Regions from separate parts of the Sus scrofa genome. Here region 1 is linked to region 2. A link is a contact called in public Hi-C data. All regions are on one chromosome and are shown on one strand. The core of a region is the stretch at or near the end of the contact, and the rest is flanking DNA. Distances in the headings are between cores, read along the strand shown.

Region 1 (3,896 bases), core at 854-3,353, 530 kb before region 2:
GCTCATCCATCTCCCCAGTGCTTGGGCGAGAGTGTTCCCTTATTATGGATTGCAAATGACACCAACTGTGGGGGAAAAGTGACCCTGGCTCGGATCGGCAGTGTAAGACACACGAACACGAACATGGGGGAATCTCCACAAAGTTCTTGATTTCTGCAGAAGGGTGAAAGCGGTCAAAAACATGCCGCCAAGAAGGAAGAACCCACTATCTATCCCTCATGCCGGCGGTACATCTGTCCCCTTCCCATTGATCAGGTCAGGGCACACACTCTTCTCCTTGGCTAATTTGAAACAAATTGTTCCTGGGAGAAGAGGGGAAAAAAGGGGGGTGGAGGAGGGGATCGCAGACAAAGCAGGAACAACATGGAGTAACCAAGGTTTCCTTTGATAGAAAAGACCTATGTTAATTCTCCAACCAACCTCTCCTGGTGAACTGCATTGTCACTGTCTTAGTAAACTGGCATGGCTGCTAAAAAGTGAGGCTGTTCTGTAGGTTCTTTTGAAGATCAGCTTAACCGATTCTTTAGCTGAGAGGGTTCCTGAGCCATCATGCAAGAGCTGGGCTGGGGCATCCAGCACCCTGCACCCTACCTTGGCCAAGGAGGGAGAGCTGCCTCTGGAGGGCAGCGCCCTGGCCTCAGCTCCCAGATCGGTTGCTGCTTTCTTGGCTCCTGGCATCCCCAGTGGGCACCGCAGCAAGTCAGAGAGCAGGAGGGAGGGAAAGACAGAAAAAAGAGTTTTAATAAGGGAGGTGGGGAAAAGAAGAGAAAAAGACGCCCAGGCCTTGCCTTGTTGCTTCAAGGACCTGGGTTATCTGCTCCCTTATTTGGAGCCTCTTCCTCCTGTCTGCTCTGTTTGCCTTCCGCTGGGCAGAAAGCGAGGTTGTGTTGTCTCTGAAGCCAAACAGATGGGCCTTTCCATTGCTGTGGGACTCGTGTGCTACTTAGCCTCTCTGTGCCTCAGCTTCACTCCTAAACAAGCAGCAGTGCTGCTTCTCCAGGTTACTGCGGACCTGGCAAAAGTGCCTGCCAAGACCTGACCCAGGAAGCCCTTGATACCCTGGCTAAGATGCCTGGCTTCCCTCTAAAGCCAGTTTGTGGGTCAGAGACCCTGGCAGCCAGGTCCAAGAGCATGATGACTGTCGGGCATTTGACGTGTGTCTAGTACACCCGAGGGACCGAATTTTTCAAGGGGTTTATTTTGATTGCTTTGTATGGAAGAAGCCACCTGCGGCAAGCGCAAGGGCTTTCACCATTACGACTGGTGCCCCGCCAGGCGGCTGGGCGGGGTGACTCAGTGTGGGACACAGAGACGCGCCGCGTTCGCGCTGCATCTACGCAGGGATTTCTTTCCCTAACAAACTCTTTCCGCATAAAGTCGGGGCTGGTGTGAACGCCCAGGAGTGGAGTCAGGCTCCGGGCTTCGGGATGGGAGCGGCTAAGGGTTCATAAGGACGTGGCACCACCGACCTCTGTCCCTCTGGCCGCGGGCTCTGTCCACTCCATCTGCCCACAACCCTCGAGTCCCTGGAGACGATGGGGACAGGAGGCGCGGGGGACCGCCCCCTGCGTCCCCACACGGGTCTGGGTCTTCCTCGGCTTTTGGCCACTTTATTCTTCGCCACAAACCCCGGAGGATCAGGATTTCCATTGCACAGACGACGAAACTGAGGCGCGAGGAGCTTAAGGGCACAGGGCGGGAAGCAGCCGAGCACCAGCCTTCAAGTCTTTGGGGCTCTGGTGACACCAAAGCCACTTTCGTAGGTCGCGTTGTCAGGGCACGCGGGGAAAGCGCCGGGTAAATATTTGGGACTGTAACCCGGACTCCGCGTCACTGCGGTTCCCGGGAGGGCGCGTGGCGAGGGCGGTGCCTGGGGGACAGGGGCGTCTCCTGGCGCAGCGGAGGGGACTGACCCGGAGGCCCAGCTCCCGCGGCGCCGCCCCGCCTCGCCCCGCCCCGCCCCCGCCGGCGGCTATAAGACCTGGGGCGGCGGGTGGCGGCGGCCGGGGAAAGAGCGGGAGGGCGGGCGGTGTAGGCAACCGCGCGGCGGGAGTGCGGCCAGTGGAGCGGACGGGCAGAGCAGGAGCGCGGCCAGGAGACGGGGCAGCGGGAGCATCTGCACGATCCCCGCGCCCAGACTTCGCAGGAACCCACAACGCGCGCCGGGCCGAGCCCGCCCATGAAGCCGCCCGCGGCACAGGGCAGCCCCGCGGCCGCCGCGGCCGCAGGTGAGTGGGGGTCGCCTTAAAGGCCGGGCCTTTGAGAGTTGGGGGCTGAAGCAAGGGGATCCCGCGTAGTCCCTTTACACCCTTCCCCCAGCCTCCCCGGGGTGGGTGGGGGGGACTTGCCCCGGGAGGGTTCAGCCGCCTCTCCACGCGGGGCTGGGGATGCCAGCCCGACACGTCACGGGCGCATCCTGACTCAGTCCTCCCACCGCCACCGGGGAGTGAGCGGGGGGGACAAGTACCCGACAGAGTGTGGGAGAGGTGGGCTGTGTCGGTGGGCTCCGTGACCTTTGGCCGGCAACTTTTCCAGCGGAAGCTCAGTTTCTTTAGCTCTAAAATGGGTGGATAGTAGAGAGCGCTTTAGGGGGTGATGGAGAGTCGTAAAGGGTAACAGCCAGCAGCGGGCAGCGACAGCGTGGCTGTCCCCGGGCAAACGCGCAGCGAGTGTTGGTTAGCGATCCTCGGGGAACGGTGGCGGCCCCCCCCACCCCCTTCACCTGAGCCCGCGGTCCCTGCCCCAGCCCCGGCCTTGGACTCGGCTGCCGCCGGGGACCTGACGGACGCGCTGTGTGAGTTTGACGCGGTGCTGGCCGACTTCGCGTCCCCGTTCCACGAGCGCCACTTCCACTACGAGGAGCACCTGGAGCGCATGAAACGGCGGAGCAGCGCCAGTGTCAGCGACAGCAGTGGCTTCAGCGACTCGGAGAGTAAGTGTGGCCCGGGCCAGGGAAGATGTCAGAATCCTGGGGACTCCGCTGTACTCGGCCCACCGAGGAGAGCCTGGCCTCGCGGGCTCGGTTTGCTTAGTTGTAAACCGATTCTCTAGGACGCTAGGAGCCTCCAGGGCGGCGGGTTCAGCGGAGACCAGACCCCCGAGGTTGGTCCCCGAAGGCTCTTGGAGGGCAGGCTGGTTTATCTGTCGCCTGCAGATGTCAGGAAGCAGGAGACTGTAAGGGCTTGCCTGAGACGCAGCCAGGCAGGACTCCTGGGACCGGAGCCAGGGCTCGTCACAGCTCCTTCTCCTCCTCTCCTTTCCCCTCCACCCGCCTCTCAGCAGTGTCTTCAGAGGGCGTGGAGCAAGTGCCACAAGAATGGGGTCAGAGGAGACATGGGAGGGTACCATATGGAAATATTTGTGAAACCAGGAAAAGTTTCATAAGCTCCCGTCCTTGGGATTTTTGAAATGACTTCTTGCACTTTCTTCTGGCCCTGAGCTCCCAGGCTTGTTGCTCCATTGCCCGCAGTTTTGAAAGAATCCTTGGCACTGCGGAGTTCAAGTATTTAGAAAGTGTCCCTCATCCTTCAGGCAGGCCCATCACTGGGACTGCTGGCTCTGACCCCACCCCACCCACCCACCCAGGCTGCAGGGGGAGGGGCAGGGAGCAGATGGGTCCAGAGCTGCTTCCTGGTGGCATTTCTCATAGTGGAGTCTACCCTAGGGACTCTCCATCCTAAACCCTCTTGTCAAGAAAAGGGACTACTGAGAATTCCCATTGTGTCTCAGTCCTTAAGAACCTGACGAGTATTCATGAAGATGTGGGTTCCATCCCTGGCCTCCATCAGTGGGTTAAGGATCTGGCGTTACCATGAGCTGCAGCATAGGTTGCAGATGCAGCTTGAATCCTGAGTGGCTGTGGCGTAGGCTGGCAGCTGCAGCTCTGATTTGACCTA
Region 2 (4,132 bases), core at 1,383-3,882:
AGATAAAACACCTAATGAACTTAACTAGGCAACCTGGGTTATAGTCCTGTCTATGAAATTTATACAGTGGAACCTTGGACAAATTGCTGTAGAGCAGTTTCTTTTCTAGTTTCAGTTTCTACCTCTATTAAAGAAGATAATAATATATTACTTGCAGAATTAGGAGATAATGTATGGGGAACATTTTCCATAGCCATAAAAATATAGTAACTCAAATTCAATTATATAGTTCATTCGTTCAACATTTGCTGAGCACTTCCTATGCATTAGAATCTGTCCTGGAACTAGGAAGAGAGGATTAGTCATATTACTTGTCATCAGGGGATTGTTATGTTAAAAAATAAGTTTAATAAAGGATTCTAAGGCAAGGGGGAGGGCTTGCATTTGGTCTAAAGAGAATGGCCAGTTCTAACCTCCATCAGGGTCAAAAAAGGGTTTCATAAGAAAAGTGACTTGTAGGTTGATTCTGGAAAGATACCGGTGTTTGGATAAGTTAAGTAAGAAGAAAGGTATTCCATGAGAGGGTACAGCATGAAATTAAGTGGCCTGATGGGAACTGCATTCGAAGAACTTTCAGAGTGCGTGATGAGGGTGGAGAAATAGATGCTGACTGAGATACTGGGACTTCATCCTACAGGTAATGGGGGAGACATCTGAAGTCCTTATCTAGGGAATACCTTGCTCAGTTCTGTATTTCAGAAACCTTGTATTAGTCCCAAGGTAAGAGATGGCAGGGGTGGAGGTGTGACTAGCTTAGGGACCAGGAGACTAATGAGGAAAGTAATTCGATGTTTCCCAGGTTTGAAAGAAAGGACCCCAAACCAGGCGAGAGCAGAGAAATGGAAGGTGAGGGACAGGAATGTCTGGTGCAAGGAGGAGGGGACAGTTCTCAGATCTGTCCTCTGGGTGACTGTGGAGCATGGGACAGTTCTCAGATCTGTCCTCTGGGTGACTGTGGAGACATTTACTGGGAATGAGACTAGAAAGAATAAATGGATAACTGGCAGGAAACTTCTGTTTTAGTCAAGCTGAGTTTATGGCTAGCGAGGCATTTGGTTAGAGGTTTCTGATGAGGAATTGGCTTTACGCCCTGGAGCCCTGGGGTAGGGATGGACACTTTAAGAGTTACCGGCACATGGCTGGTAGCTGAAGTCATGAGTGGGTCTGGATGGACCGGGCAGGGTTAGAAATAGACCAGGGGCAGACTATGTAGGCACTCCAACATGTAGGAGCTAGCCGAGGGGTTGCGCAAGATGGTTAGAGAATCAGACACTGAAGTGTCAATGTGGCCAGGGGAAGGGGTAGTTTCAAGGCTAATAGTCTGGTCCCCAGTGACAAATGTTGTGCACAGGTTCAATAAAAAGGAAGTTGGGGGGGGGACACAACCAAATGATTTAGGGAATTTTGAAAGCCACAGGTGACCTTTGTCAGGCTCACCTCTTAAAGTGGGCACCAAAGTTGGTTTGCAGAAGAAAATGAGTGGCAGATTAAGACACGGATGTGATAATAATGAGAACGGGGCTTTACCTCCCCAAGAGCTGGGCTGTGAGGCGGTGGGGACTGGAGGCAGACTGGATCAAGTGTTTTGAAATTTTCCGTGTTTTTAAAAATGTATAAATTTGTTTGCCATGATTAAGGGCCGTGGGAAGATGCTGCTAGAAGGAGCCTGAATGTCCAGGAGAGGGAAGAACCTGGGAAAAGCCACTCTTGGATTGGACATAGAGGGAAACCGTCCTTGAGGCCAAAAAGATAATCGAAATCTCTACTGGAAACGTGTTTTCAAAGGGCGAAAGGAGGTGACTTGCCATTATGGAGCCCTCCCTGCGAGCCAGTCCCTTCCCCTAATTTAAATGTAGTGGTCTAATTGGAAGACACACTAGCCGGGTTTCTTTCCACGAATCCGTTCATCATTAAAAACGAATAAAAGAAGTATTCCCTCAATCTTAACTCCTCTTGCAGATGCTAAGCCAGCTGCAGTGTTTTCAACGTCACAAAGAATAAACCACCCCTGGAGCAGCTGGTTCAGGAGCGGCTCTGGGCTGCAGTTATCTCCCTTGTTCTGTCGAAGTCGGTTACTGTCCAGCGCGATTTTGTTCAAGCCTCAGCGCCCAGAGGAGGGGAGGTGCCTGCAGCGCGGGCGGCCGGCGTTCGGCGGGAGGCGGGCGCGGGTTGCAGGAGAGGGAGACGCGGAGAGGGGCGCTGGAGGCTCTCCCGGGACTCGCGGCCACCGTCGCTCCCATCGCCAGCGCGTCGGCCGGCCCAGCCCGGGCTTTCCCCGTCGCTCCCGGTCCTCCCGACAGCGGCTAGGCGTCCGGCCCCCGGGGGAGGCCGCTCCGGTCCCCACTGCCACCCGGTGCCCCTGACCACCCTGCAGCCGCTTTCGGTTCCGCGCCTTATAAGGCCTGACAGGAGGGTCACGTGCGTCCCGGGCCGCCCGCCGGGAGGAGGGGGCGGCGGGGGGAGGGGCGGGAAGCGGGGAGGAAAAGGGGAGGGAGTCGGGGGCGGAGGAAGGAGCTAGGGGCGGATTCTGCGGCGGTGGGAGGCGGTGGCGGCGGCGGCGGCGCGGCAGCGGCGGGGAGCGGACCGCTCGGAGCTGGACCGAGGAGGAGAAGGAGGTGGAGGTGGAGGAAGGGACCGGCGCGGGGGCGGGAGAGCGCAGCGCGGCGGAAGCCGGAGACCGCGGGAGGGCCGGTGGCCGGCCCCGGGCGGGAGCCGGGGCGGCGGCGGCAGCAGCGGCCGAGAGGACCGCGGCGAGGAAAGCGCATCCAGCGGCCCCGGCGGCGGCGGCGGCGGCGGCGGGGGCCCGGGTCCGCGCGCCCGGGCGGCCGGCGGGCACGGGCTGGCGCGATGGAGCCGCAGCACGTGCGCCCCGCGTCCGGCGCCCGCAGCCCGGCCTGGGAGGAACCGGTGGGTACAGCGCCCGCGCCCGCCCCCTCCCACTTCTCCTCTGCTCCCCCCCGCCCGGGCCGGGTTCCGTTCAGGAAATGGCCCGGGATGAGGTCCCCAGCTGCTTCCCACCCGGGACAGCGCTTCCTCCGCCGCCCGGGCTCCTCCTCGCGCGCCGCCCGGAGCGCCTTTGTCCGGGCCGGCCGAGGCTCTCCCCCAGGGGCCGCGGACGAGCCACTGACCACGGCCCTCCAAGGACCGTTTTCCGTGCTTCATCGACTTCGCAACTTTTTCCTTGATTTCGGAGCGTGGAGGGTGGGTAGGGAGGGGGCAAAAAGAAGCCCAGACTGGGGGTCAGCGTGCAGGGCTCGGAGGAGACAGGTCTTGCCTCTTGAGACCGCGCCCTGGGCGGTCACCTGGGCGCTGCAGGTTCCTAAGGAGCCGCGCTTGGCGAGGCGGATCGCAGCTAGAAGCCGGGAACCACGCCTCCGCCTCCTGCTCGCCGCTAAAGCCCCGGGCTTTTCTAGGGTTCGAGGGGGTTGCCAGGGATGAAGCGGGAAGCTGACCTCGATTTCGCTTAGGATTTCGCTGCCCGTGAAACGCGGAGGTTGGGCAGTTTGGGGGACCGAAAGTAACGTGGGCATGTGCATTGTGTGTGCGCGGGTAAGGAGCAGGAGGACGGGGGAATTGGGGGCTTGGGATTTGTTCCCTCAAACTCCTTCAACTTCCTCTCTTCCAACTCAGAGAGTCAGAACCATCTCACATCCCTCCGGTGATTCTAGCCCGAAATCCCCGTCTCACTCAGAGCTCTGTAATCCTGTGTGGGCTGCCTTTTCCCTGGCATCGAATTTTGGCTCTCTCCGCCCTGCCTCGATGTTTGCTGTTCCGTCTTGGTTGACATTCTTGAACCTATTTGGAAAACCTCGTCCGAAATTTCTGGCCTCACCAGTGTTCTGTTCAACACGTTCGGATGCTCTTTTCCCAGGAACTCCGAGGATCTGCTCAGGCTGGCCCCCTGCCTGTTGAGAGCTTCTAGGTCAGGTGCCAAGCTTGGTTCCCCCTTTTCTTTTCTAGTATGTACCCTCCCAGCTCCTTTGCCAAAGTACATTTCTCTGCCTTCTGTTTCCCGACCTTTCAGGAGTGTCCTTAAACTCGGATCCATCTGTATCTGCAGCTGTCTTTGCTTTTGTCAATTTGAACATGTTGTTAGGTTGCCCATCTGCTCGTATTTCTTCTATTGTGGTTA

Evidence for each region. A called contact is a pair of places that touch in the nucleus more often than the background predicts.
Region 1: a Hi-C map of heart right ventricle shows a contact between it and region 2, with 2.0 times the contacts expected there. The contact joins the promoter of RGCC here to the promoter of DGKH in region 2. A contact is called at or near these places in 1 of 5 promoter capture datasets (fetal liver), 2 of 47 Hi-C or Micro-C datasets (embryonic fibroblasts and heart right ventricle) and 1 of 2 datasets of contacts at active chromatin or transcription factors (skeletal muscle).

What each region holds. Positions count from the first base shown.
Region 1 is chr11:25,494,630-25,498,525 of Sscrofa11.1, reverse strand. RGCC (regulator of cell cycle) reads left to right here and starts at 2,103. Exons shown (of 5, transcript NM_001244227.1): 1 at 2,103-2,228; 2 at 2,747-2,932. The coding sequence starts at 2,180.
Region 2 is chr11:24,969,428-24,973,559 of Sscrofa11.1, reverse strand. It overlaps DGKH (diacylglycerol kinase eta), which reads left to right and starts at 2,632. Exons shown (of 32, transcript XM_021065624.1): 1 at 2,632-2,907. The coding sequence starts at 2,848. LOC106505301 (a long non-coding RNA gene) reads left to right here. Exons shown (of 3, transcript XR_002336682.1): 3 at 1,638-2,422.